Linked DNA regions of Ovis aries: region 1 is linked to region 2. Evidence: chromatin contacts called from public Hi-C data. All regions are on one chromosome and are shown on one strand. The core of a region is the stretch at or near the end of the contact, and the rest is flanking DNA. Distances in the headings are between cores, read along the strand shown.

Evidence for each region. A called contact is a pair of places that touch in the nucleus more often than the background predicts.
Region 1: a Hi-C map of hypothalamus shows a contact between it and region 2, with 5 times the contacts expected there. The contact joins the promoter of HERC4 here to the promoter of SIRT1 in region 2. A contact is called at or near these places in 3 of 16 Hi-C or Micro-C datasets (hypothalamus, liver and tail adipose tissue).

What each region holds. Positions count from the first base shown.
Region 1 is chr25:23,792,279-23,796,838 of ARS-UI_Ramb_v3.0, reverse strand. It overlaps HERC4 (HECT and RLD domain containing E3 ubiquitin protein ligase 4), which reads left to right and starts at 1,811. Exons shown (of 21, transcript XM_060406834.1): 1 at 1,811-2,139; 2 at 3,946-4,250. The coding sequence starts at 4,025.
Region 2 is chr25:23,633,033-23,637,463 of ARS-UI_Ramb_v3.0, reverse strand. It overlaps SIRT1 (sirtuin 1), which reads right to left and starts at 2,872. Exons shown (of 9, transcript XM_015104377.4): 1 at 2,422-2,872; 2 at 1,016-1,132. The coding sequence starts at 2,806.

The sequences.
Region 1 (4,560 bases), core at 562-3,061, 160 kb before region 2:
CCACATAACCTTGAGCAGAGTTCCATGTGGTATACAATAGGTCCTTGTTGGTTATCCATTTTAAATACAGCAGTGTGTACATGATCATCCCAAACTCCCTAACTATCCCTCCCCCCTCCATACGTTCCTTTTCTAATTTTGTGACCAGACAAAACTTTGAAGAAGCTCCTGGTGCCCTCATCTCCTGGAGCTCCTGGAAATTAGTTTTCACTCATTAGGAATACTCACTGAAATGTTTAAAAGGTAAAAAAACACTCTTATCACATTAACACTCATATTTAGTGTCTATTTGTTGCACCATCTGTTACATACCTTGAAGACTCAAATCCCACAACTTCCCCTTTAATGATACATTCCGAGACATAAAGTCCTGAAGGTTAAAAGACAACAAAAGCCCTACAAGGGCAATGAAGCTGTCAGAATAAGAATTAAGTATGTTTCATGAGCATCATCACCACTCCCAACATTGAAATTATGCTTTAAGTACCTTATAATTTTTACTCTTATTTCGCAGAAATAAGGTTGTGGGTTGAATTGGGTTGCCCAGAGACAGTTGAAGTTCTCACTTCCAGTACCTGAGGATGTGACCTTATTTGGAAATAGGGTCATTGCAGATGCAATGCACTTAAAAAAGAGGTCACAATCGATTAAGGTGGGAGTTAATCCAATGACTGATTTCCTTATAAGAGGGAAGGACACAGAGGCACAGAGAAGAAAATCATGTGGAGATGGAGGCAGGAATTAGTATTATCTCTACAAGCCAAAAAATGCCAAGAACTGTCAGCAACCATCTCTAGGAGATAAGTGTGGAGAGAATTCCCTGAGATCCCAGGAGACAGCCAGCCCTGCTGCCACTTTGATTTCAGACTTATGGCTTCCACAACTGTGAGACAATACATTTGTTTTTTTAAGCAAGCAGAAATCCAGTTTGTGGTATTGTGTTATGGCAGCCCTAAGGAACTAATAATAGACGTACGTGTCTAGCACAGACACTTTCCAATCTGTGATACATTTTTCAATGCGATAAAGAAATAATGGCTTACTGCGAAATTTTTTCTAGGTTCTCAACATTCTGAAGTCAAGGTACTACAGAAGCGTGACATAAAGTTTCAATAGAGCCTTGTTTTAAGTTTCCCCCCTTGAGTGGTCTAGGAAATGCAGTTTGCTTATGTGAGGCTGTAACTCCAGCCACACACATTGCTTAATTTTCTCTGAATGAAAGAGGCATAATATGTTTATCTCCAAGAAAGAGTGCAGAAAGTGATGGCAGCCAACATTTTATCGGGAGCATGAACTTGTGTTGATATTTTATGCCAATAGGCTCCATCATTGCTGTGAATACATCTGGTATGCTCAGATTAGCTCCATGTGAGGCTAAGGGATAAAATAAAAGACTTTATCAGCCTTTAATTACAAGTTTGCGATGTTTTTTCTGCGACTTCAAATTCTCCTTGGATAAAGGTGGAATTAAATAGACTGGAACCAATAGGGAAAAAGACAATCTAGCCAAAAATCGAAGAAATTTCTTCACTAAAAGGACCTTGTGCACGCTGAAACGCTGTTACAAGACACATCAAACGCCTCCGCTCGTCTGGCAAACCCCAACTATCTGCATTTGGCATTTTCCTCTAAAGGCAACGCAAAACAGCACACGACGCAGGCGCCTGGGTCGGTGTGCCCTGGGAGGATTCCGGCGCAGGCGCGCGGGCCGGGAAGTGGGCGGGCTCGCGCGCGTGCTCCGCGATTCACTTCCGGCCAGCCCCTCCCCCTCCCCCGCGTTACCACCTCCCCCCTCTCCCTTCTCCTCCCCAGTCTCTCCCCCAGGTCTCCCCACCCCTAGTGCTCTCCGCTTCTCTCTCCTCCCGTCCTTCCCCTCCCGCTCCATCCGGGTAGCTGACGGCTGGCTCTGGACTGGACAGCAGTGGCGGCTGCTTTTCTCTGAGGAGCCTGGTAAAGTTTCACAGGAGCCGAAGAGAGGAGCAGAGGAGCACCTTCACCGACGCCGGAGGAGCGCTGGTGTTCGCTGCCACTGGCTGAAGGAGGAGGGTCCAGGAGCTGGAGACCAGCCTCAGCTGCCTCGCTCTCGGGGGAGGCGCCGCCCCCCAGCCGCCCTGGGCTTCCCCTGCCTTGAGGGGTCCGGTGAGTCGTTGCCCCGGCGGGTTCGGGGGCGTGTGACGGCGTTAGGGAGGGGGCAGGCCGGGCTGGGCGGATACAGGCCAGCCTGGCGCTGGGTGCTTTCTCAGCGTTTCCTCGGGGTGGGGGGTGGGGTGGGGGACGAGGGCAGTGCCGGGCCCCTTGGCCCGGGGGCTGGAATGTCGCACCTCCCTGGGGAAGGGCTTCCTTGGGACTAGGGCCGCCGAGGTGCGGAGCCTCGTCCACTGGCCTCTGCTGCTGCTGCGAGCGAGCGGCTGCCGTAGTTGACTGGTCTGCCCGTGAGGTTGGGTGTGTGCATATGATTTCTCTCCCGCGGCTCCCCGGAGCTGTTCTGAGTGCACGTTCAGGGAATGCTGGGAATAAAGTGCTTCTCTTTCCCCTACCTGTTGCTGGCGAGAGGACGTCTTTCTCATTACCCCTCTGACTTTTTAAAGAAAAGGATGGATAAACCTCGTGCACTGAAATTAGGGTGTTTTCCTGTCCTCTCCTTGAAAAAACAGCAAAAACCGATCAGACAATGCATAACTCGCGGGAACTATCGGGTTCAGATGCCCCAAAAGAATGAAATGAAACTTTTCTTAATGGGTGGGTCATGGATGGAATGAGACAGCTTCAGCACTTGTGCTAGCCTGAACGTAGGAAAGTTGGGTTTGGAAACGTCTCAGGTTCTGTATAAGGAACGTGGGTGACTACAACGGGAATAAGACGGGCTTCCTGTAATTGTGTTATTTAGTACGCGATGTGTCTAAAAATCTGTATAGGTTTAGATGAAGTGAGCTCTTTGTTACCGTGTCTATGTAAGCGAAGAAATATTCAGTGTACTGGAAAGTTCTACAGATTTCGCCATCAGACTATCAGTGTCCCAGTCCCCATTTCTGTTCTTGAAAAATCGACAGTGCCAATGGTATTTGCAGTTTTTTTCCCCCCATCTTCAAATAATTGTGTCAGGGGTATAGATAGACATAGATTGCCTTGGGGAAATATTTTTCAGTCATGGTTACCACTCGTAATAGAAAATGCTGAGTTTTGGCGGAGAGTCTTGATCTTTAAGCTGCATACTTTTGTATTGTAATTAGGTACCCTGGTTTAGTTTTTAAATATAATTGTGAGGTCAGAGTGTTAATATTTTGATTTGTAAGGTATGATCTTTGGAGGTGTTTTTCTTAAGATAAGTGTTTAACTAGAGAACTATAATTTTCCTTGGGACCTCTAACTGAATAGTTGGAAGAGTCTTTTTAAATTGTGGGAAACTCAAAGTTTCCATTATTGTTTTTTTCCTAGTACAGATAAGAACTTCAGTTTTCTGTTAATGTGGAGGTAGGTATTATGAGAAAGTCTAATTATTCACTTATTCTGTGACTCGAGGGAGATTGCAAGTGTTTATGTTTCTGTAGTGTTATGTTTTTCACTGAGTATATATCTGATTTTGGGGGCAGTGGACGGATGTCTTATATCTTACTCCCACTGAAATTATCCAAAGCAAAAAGCAAAAAAAGATTAACTTCGTCAAGATACTTAATATTTCAGTTAGTCTATCAGAAGATAACAAAAAGTCAAAGCTAATTAATAATGAAGTCTTGTAGTCACGGGAAGTGATATATTTTTCCTGAACGTTTCTATGTAATAATTTTAAGAATATACCACTGATTGGTTTTGGAAACTGAATGATACTTACGTAGCACCTTATAGATTTCGTGTTTAATACAAAGTGAGTATTGTAGCCTAGCACTTGAAAGAGCAATTATACATTGTTTTCTTTGAAGTCATACTAACTCTTTTCTGTCTTCTCAGACATAGGGACACCACCAACTTGCCAGTGTTTCAGAAGGGAGTTTATTATTGAAGCTGGAAGACCAGAAGAATCACAAACATGTTGTGCTGGGGAAATGCTTCTTTTGGACAGCTAGGTTTGGGTGGAATTGATGAAGAAATTGTACTAGAGCCCAGAAAAAGTGACTTTTTTGTAAATAAAAAGGTTCGAGATGTAGGATGTGGACTCAGACATACTGTATTTGTTCTGGATGATGGAACAGTGTACACGTGTGGATGTAATGATCTAGGGCAGCTAGGTCATGAAAAATCCAGAAAGAAACCAGGTAAGTTGAAAATTTTTTTGTCTGCTCTTCTAATAGTTAATATTAAGTTGGAAATGTCAAACAATTTTGCTAAACTCAAGGTTTTTTTGACGAAGCTTTAAAAGCAAACTAGGCATTAAATATATCCTTTACAGTTTGCATGCTTCTAAGAACTTATTTTGTTTCTTTTTTTAACTGCTGCTATTATAATGTATGGAGCTGTGGTTTCAGAAATTAATTTTGGTGATATAAAACAATAGAAAACTACCTTGCAGTATATAGATCTTCTTTGATACTGAGTATATTGATAAAGAATATACAGTATGTAGGT
Region 2 (4,431 bases), core at 1,623-4,122:
ATGCAACTTCGTGACTAAACAACATGTGTAAGAGTCAAGTGAATTTACTACTAGAATTAGATTTCTCTGGTTAAAACCTAAAAAAATATAACTTAAATACAACAGATGTACAAAAGGGCTCTGCAAATCAATAAAGATCTTACCCATCCTGAAAGCCCACACTATTTATCATTAAAAACACAAAGAAAATGAAATCTATCCTTAACTACTATCTTTAAAATGTTCCCAGTAATAATCTTCAATTTAATCTTAACCTGTCTTTGCAATGATGCATATAATGCTAATGTTCTAAGCTTTAATAATTCTTTGCCCTAAATTTCTTAATCAGTTCCTAGCTTAAGAAAACCAAAAATACAGTCAATATAAACACTAAGAGAAACTAATCATCACGATCTTGAAATAGTCAAGGCATTTCTGGAAAAATGAGAGCACATTAAGAAAAAGAATATTTTGAGATGGTCATGTTACTACTTCGATATAAAAATCTCATAGTATTCTCTACTTCAAAATACTTTCCCATTCCATCAAAATACTTAGTATTTACTGAGGGCAAATTTTTCCAGGCACCGACTAAACAGTATACAAATCAGTCAGAAATCCCTGGCCCCCATGGGACTCTATATTCTAATGCAGGAAACCAGCAATAAAAGTTATACACAGAAATTGTCAAGCAGTAAGTGTTAAGAAGAAAAATTATAGAAGGATATGAAGGAGGAAGCAAGATACTTTGGAGGATGACCATTCCATATGGAGGGTACAAGTGGAAAGGACCGTTTAAGTGTGAGGACCTGGTTTTTGAGAAATTACACAGGCCAGCTTCCATGGGCCCATGCTGTTTAACAAACAAAAACAGAACAAAGTACTAGACTTCCCCTAAAAACCAAGCTGACATTAAATCTCAGTAAACGCCTAAGAACCTCATCACAAGACAATAAGGGAAGAAAGAAATATAGTTTTCCTCGACATAAAAAGAAAATATCAGAGAAAAGATAGCTCTTAACCTGTGAAACCATACCTATCCGAGGTCTTGGAGTCCAGTCACTAGAACTCGCATGCGAGGCTCTATCATCTTCGTCACTTTCGCACGAATGGAAACCGTTGGTGATGATTTCATCACCAAACAGAAGGTCATCTGCAAAAGAAACCAAAGGTAACTCAAGGTTGTGGAAACAATCTGCATCTAAAATTATAAAGCTCTGTAATTATTGTGATGCAACAATTTCCAATGAATAAAGCACTCATACTGCCCGCGTAAAAAATGTCTACTGGATCAACTCACACCGTTCACAGGAACAGTATATCCTCTTTAGGCATTCTGCTCAGAAGCTAAGTTTCATCAAAATCTAGAAATAAGTCTACTTAATCAAAACACAAAAAGTAGCAACCTTGACTGAATTTATCGATCACAAATAGTGGTTCATAAAACTTACCAAATAAAAAGTTACCCAAAAAGTCATGCAAACACAGCTATGGCAACTTGCACTCTCTTATATAACGCAAAATCTACAAAGGTACCTTTGCATTATTCGTTTCCCTTATTAAACTATGTTTCTTGAAAACAGTGTCGTTTTTCTAATCCAGTCCCTAATGCACACGTTATCTTTACATATAGTCAAATGGTCCACTGGTTGGATTTATTAGTACAAATAATGGAGAGGCATATCTATCTAGATAAAAACTATGAAAACACTGAAGGATGACGAGACACACAACTATCACATCTACTTTAGCATGTCAGAAAAATGTCAATTCGTGTTTCAGGGTTACATATACACACACGAAGACAGTTACTGTAAAAACCACTATAAGAACACGATTAGAGGAAAAACACTATTCACGGCAAAGTAGTCTAAAAAACTATTACTCTCCTATGCCCACTATTAATTGCACCACAGAAGGGTAATGTCTTTATAAACACCTATGCTCTTTAAAATTTAAAACAAGTTTGAAAATAGAGGCCCTCCTAAAAACCCCAACAAATTTCGCAGGCAATGGCAAAAGCTGGCGCAAGGGACAGTCAAAAAGTTGCAGGTTGAAGTGTGCGGGACGGGGAGAGGCGGAGAAGCGAACAGCATTTAACAAAAGCAATACACTAAAGGAGTAGGAGGGGAGAGAAACTTATTTTAAAACCGACAGCGAGGGTAGCCCGCCCCGCGGCTGCGCAAAACGCGAGGCCGCTGGGGCGGGCCGCGGGGAGGAAGGTGGGGGTGGCACAGAGCAAGGGAGGGAGCGAGTCCGCGGGCCGCTCCCGCAGCCCAGCCCTCAGCCCCGCAGGCGCGCGGCTGAAGGCCCAGGTCGGCAGGGGGAAGGCGCAGAGCCAGGCCCGAGCCCCCAACCCGCCCGAGACTCCACCACCCGACAGGAGGGGCCCCGGGAGGAGGAGGGGGGATGCGCAGTCCCGGCCGCCCGCGCCCTGCGCACCTCGGTACCCAATAGCCGCCGCCGCCGCCTCTTCCTCCTCCTCGCCCTCGTCGTCGTCGTCGTAGAAGTCGTCGGCCGGTGGCGCCTCCCGGGATAGGCCCTGTAAGCCCGGCCCATTGTCTCCTTCTCCGGCCGCCGCCGCCGCCGCCTGGGCCTCCAGCCACAGCGCCGCCGCCGCTGCCGGGCAGCCGCCGGCCGCCGCCGGCAGTTCCCGCTCGGGGGCCGTCCCGCCGGGCTCGCCCGGGCCCCGCCCGAGGCCGGGGCCGTCTCTTCGCGGCCTCTTGCGGAGCGGCTCCCCAGCAGGCGGCGACGGGGCCTCCCTCTCAGCCGCCACTACCGAGGGGGAGCCGCCGGGCTGAAGGGCGAGCGCCGCCTCGTCCGCCATCTTTCAACCGCCTCTCTGGCCCTCCTCCCTCGCCTCTTCTGCTCCCGCTCGACTCGCGGCACTGGCGCCCCCGCGGCTCCGGCTGCGGGAGATTTAAACCCCGTCACGTGACGCGCCGCTCCTCGCCCCCGCCCTCCCGCCGCTCCCGCCACCCACGCGGGCCGGACCACAACACCGCGGGTCACGTGGCAGGCGGAGGCGGCGTGGGCCTGGAGGAAACCCCGCCTTGGGTGCTGCGGCCCCACCCCTTGGAGGCCGGCGCGTCTCGCAGCCAAACTTGTCTTTCAGTCTTCAAATCAGTGCCCGCGGGTTGGTTCAAGTTTTGCTCTGCGCCGCGAGTTTCCACTTCTGCGTGAAGAGCACGCCTTGCTCGACTGCCTTTGTCTTTTCTTGACTTATGCTAAGGGTTAATACTAAGTTCCTGAGCGGCGTTAAGGCTAAGCTTCCCGAAATGTGCTAAGTAATCGGTCAGTTTGTTAACGGACAAGTGAAGTGAAGTTCGCTCAGCCCTGTCCACCTCTCTGTGACCCCGTGGACTATACGGTCCATGGAATTCTCTAGGCCAGAATACTGGAGTGAGTAGTCTTTCCCTTCTCCAGGTGATCTTCCCAACCCAGGGGTCGAACCTAGGTCTCCCGCACTGCAGGCGGATTATTTACCAGCTGAGTTACAAGAGAAATAGAGGCAAAAGCACGGTTCACTTGTCAACCTCCACACCCCATTCGCACAGCTTCTCTTTGGCTCCCTTTTTCTCTTTGCTTTTGTCTTTAGATTATTGCTATTTCTTCCTCTCTCCATCCCTTGTAGGGCGGTGTAGATTGTCCCTCAAAGGCATGTGTGCGTCCTGCAAAGACCTTTGAGGCGGAGGGATGATCAGCCTACCTGCTTCGTGGTCCCAGCTTGGCTCCAAATGTGTGATTTCCCTCGTATAGGTTTCATAAAATGAGTATATCGGCTCAAGTGGAGTGGTATGAAGATAACTGGGCTGAACATGACTTGGCCGCTACAAACATGTAGATTTGGGTAAGAATTTGAGATCCTTCTAGCGTGAGAAGTTTAGCTTTTCTGTAAAATGGTTAATAAGTATTTTGTAGGGTTTTGATGAGAATTAAAGATAGCCAGATGTAAAGTGAAGGGTGTACATAGTAGCCAAAAATATTAATTCCTTGCCTACTTGAAGTCCCTCTTCTGTTTTTTCCTGAAATTTTAGGACTCTCACTCCACATCTAGCCTTAACTGAGAACCCGTATGATACATGGCAGACCCAGAGCCTAACTTCGTAGGCATCTGTTTCTGAAACAAAGCACTTCTACCCCCTTAAGGGGTAGTGAGTTTATAGTTTATCAGTCCGTAAGCTTTAAGTGGGTCCTGTCTATACAGTGACAATTACTGTTTGAACTTAACGCAACTTAAGGTGTTTCATCCTTTTAAAAAAACAGTTCTAATTTTGAAAATGTAACTGGAAGGTCCCATCTAAACCCAAAAGTCTTTGTACCTCGAGTTAAACTGAGAATCTCTCCTTACAGCTGGTTGTTTCATTTCTGAAAGTGATGATCTCTTTCAGCCTATAAGGCTTGAAATCACTGAAGCGTTCCTTCAGATTGATGCCCGGTAATCAGTCTGTG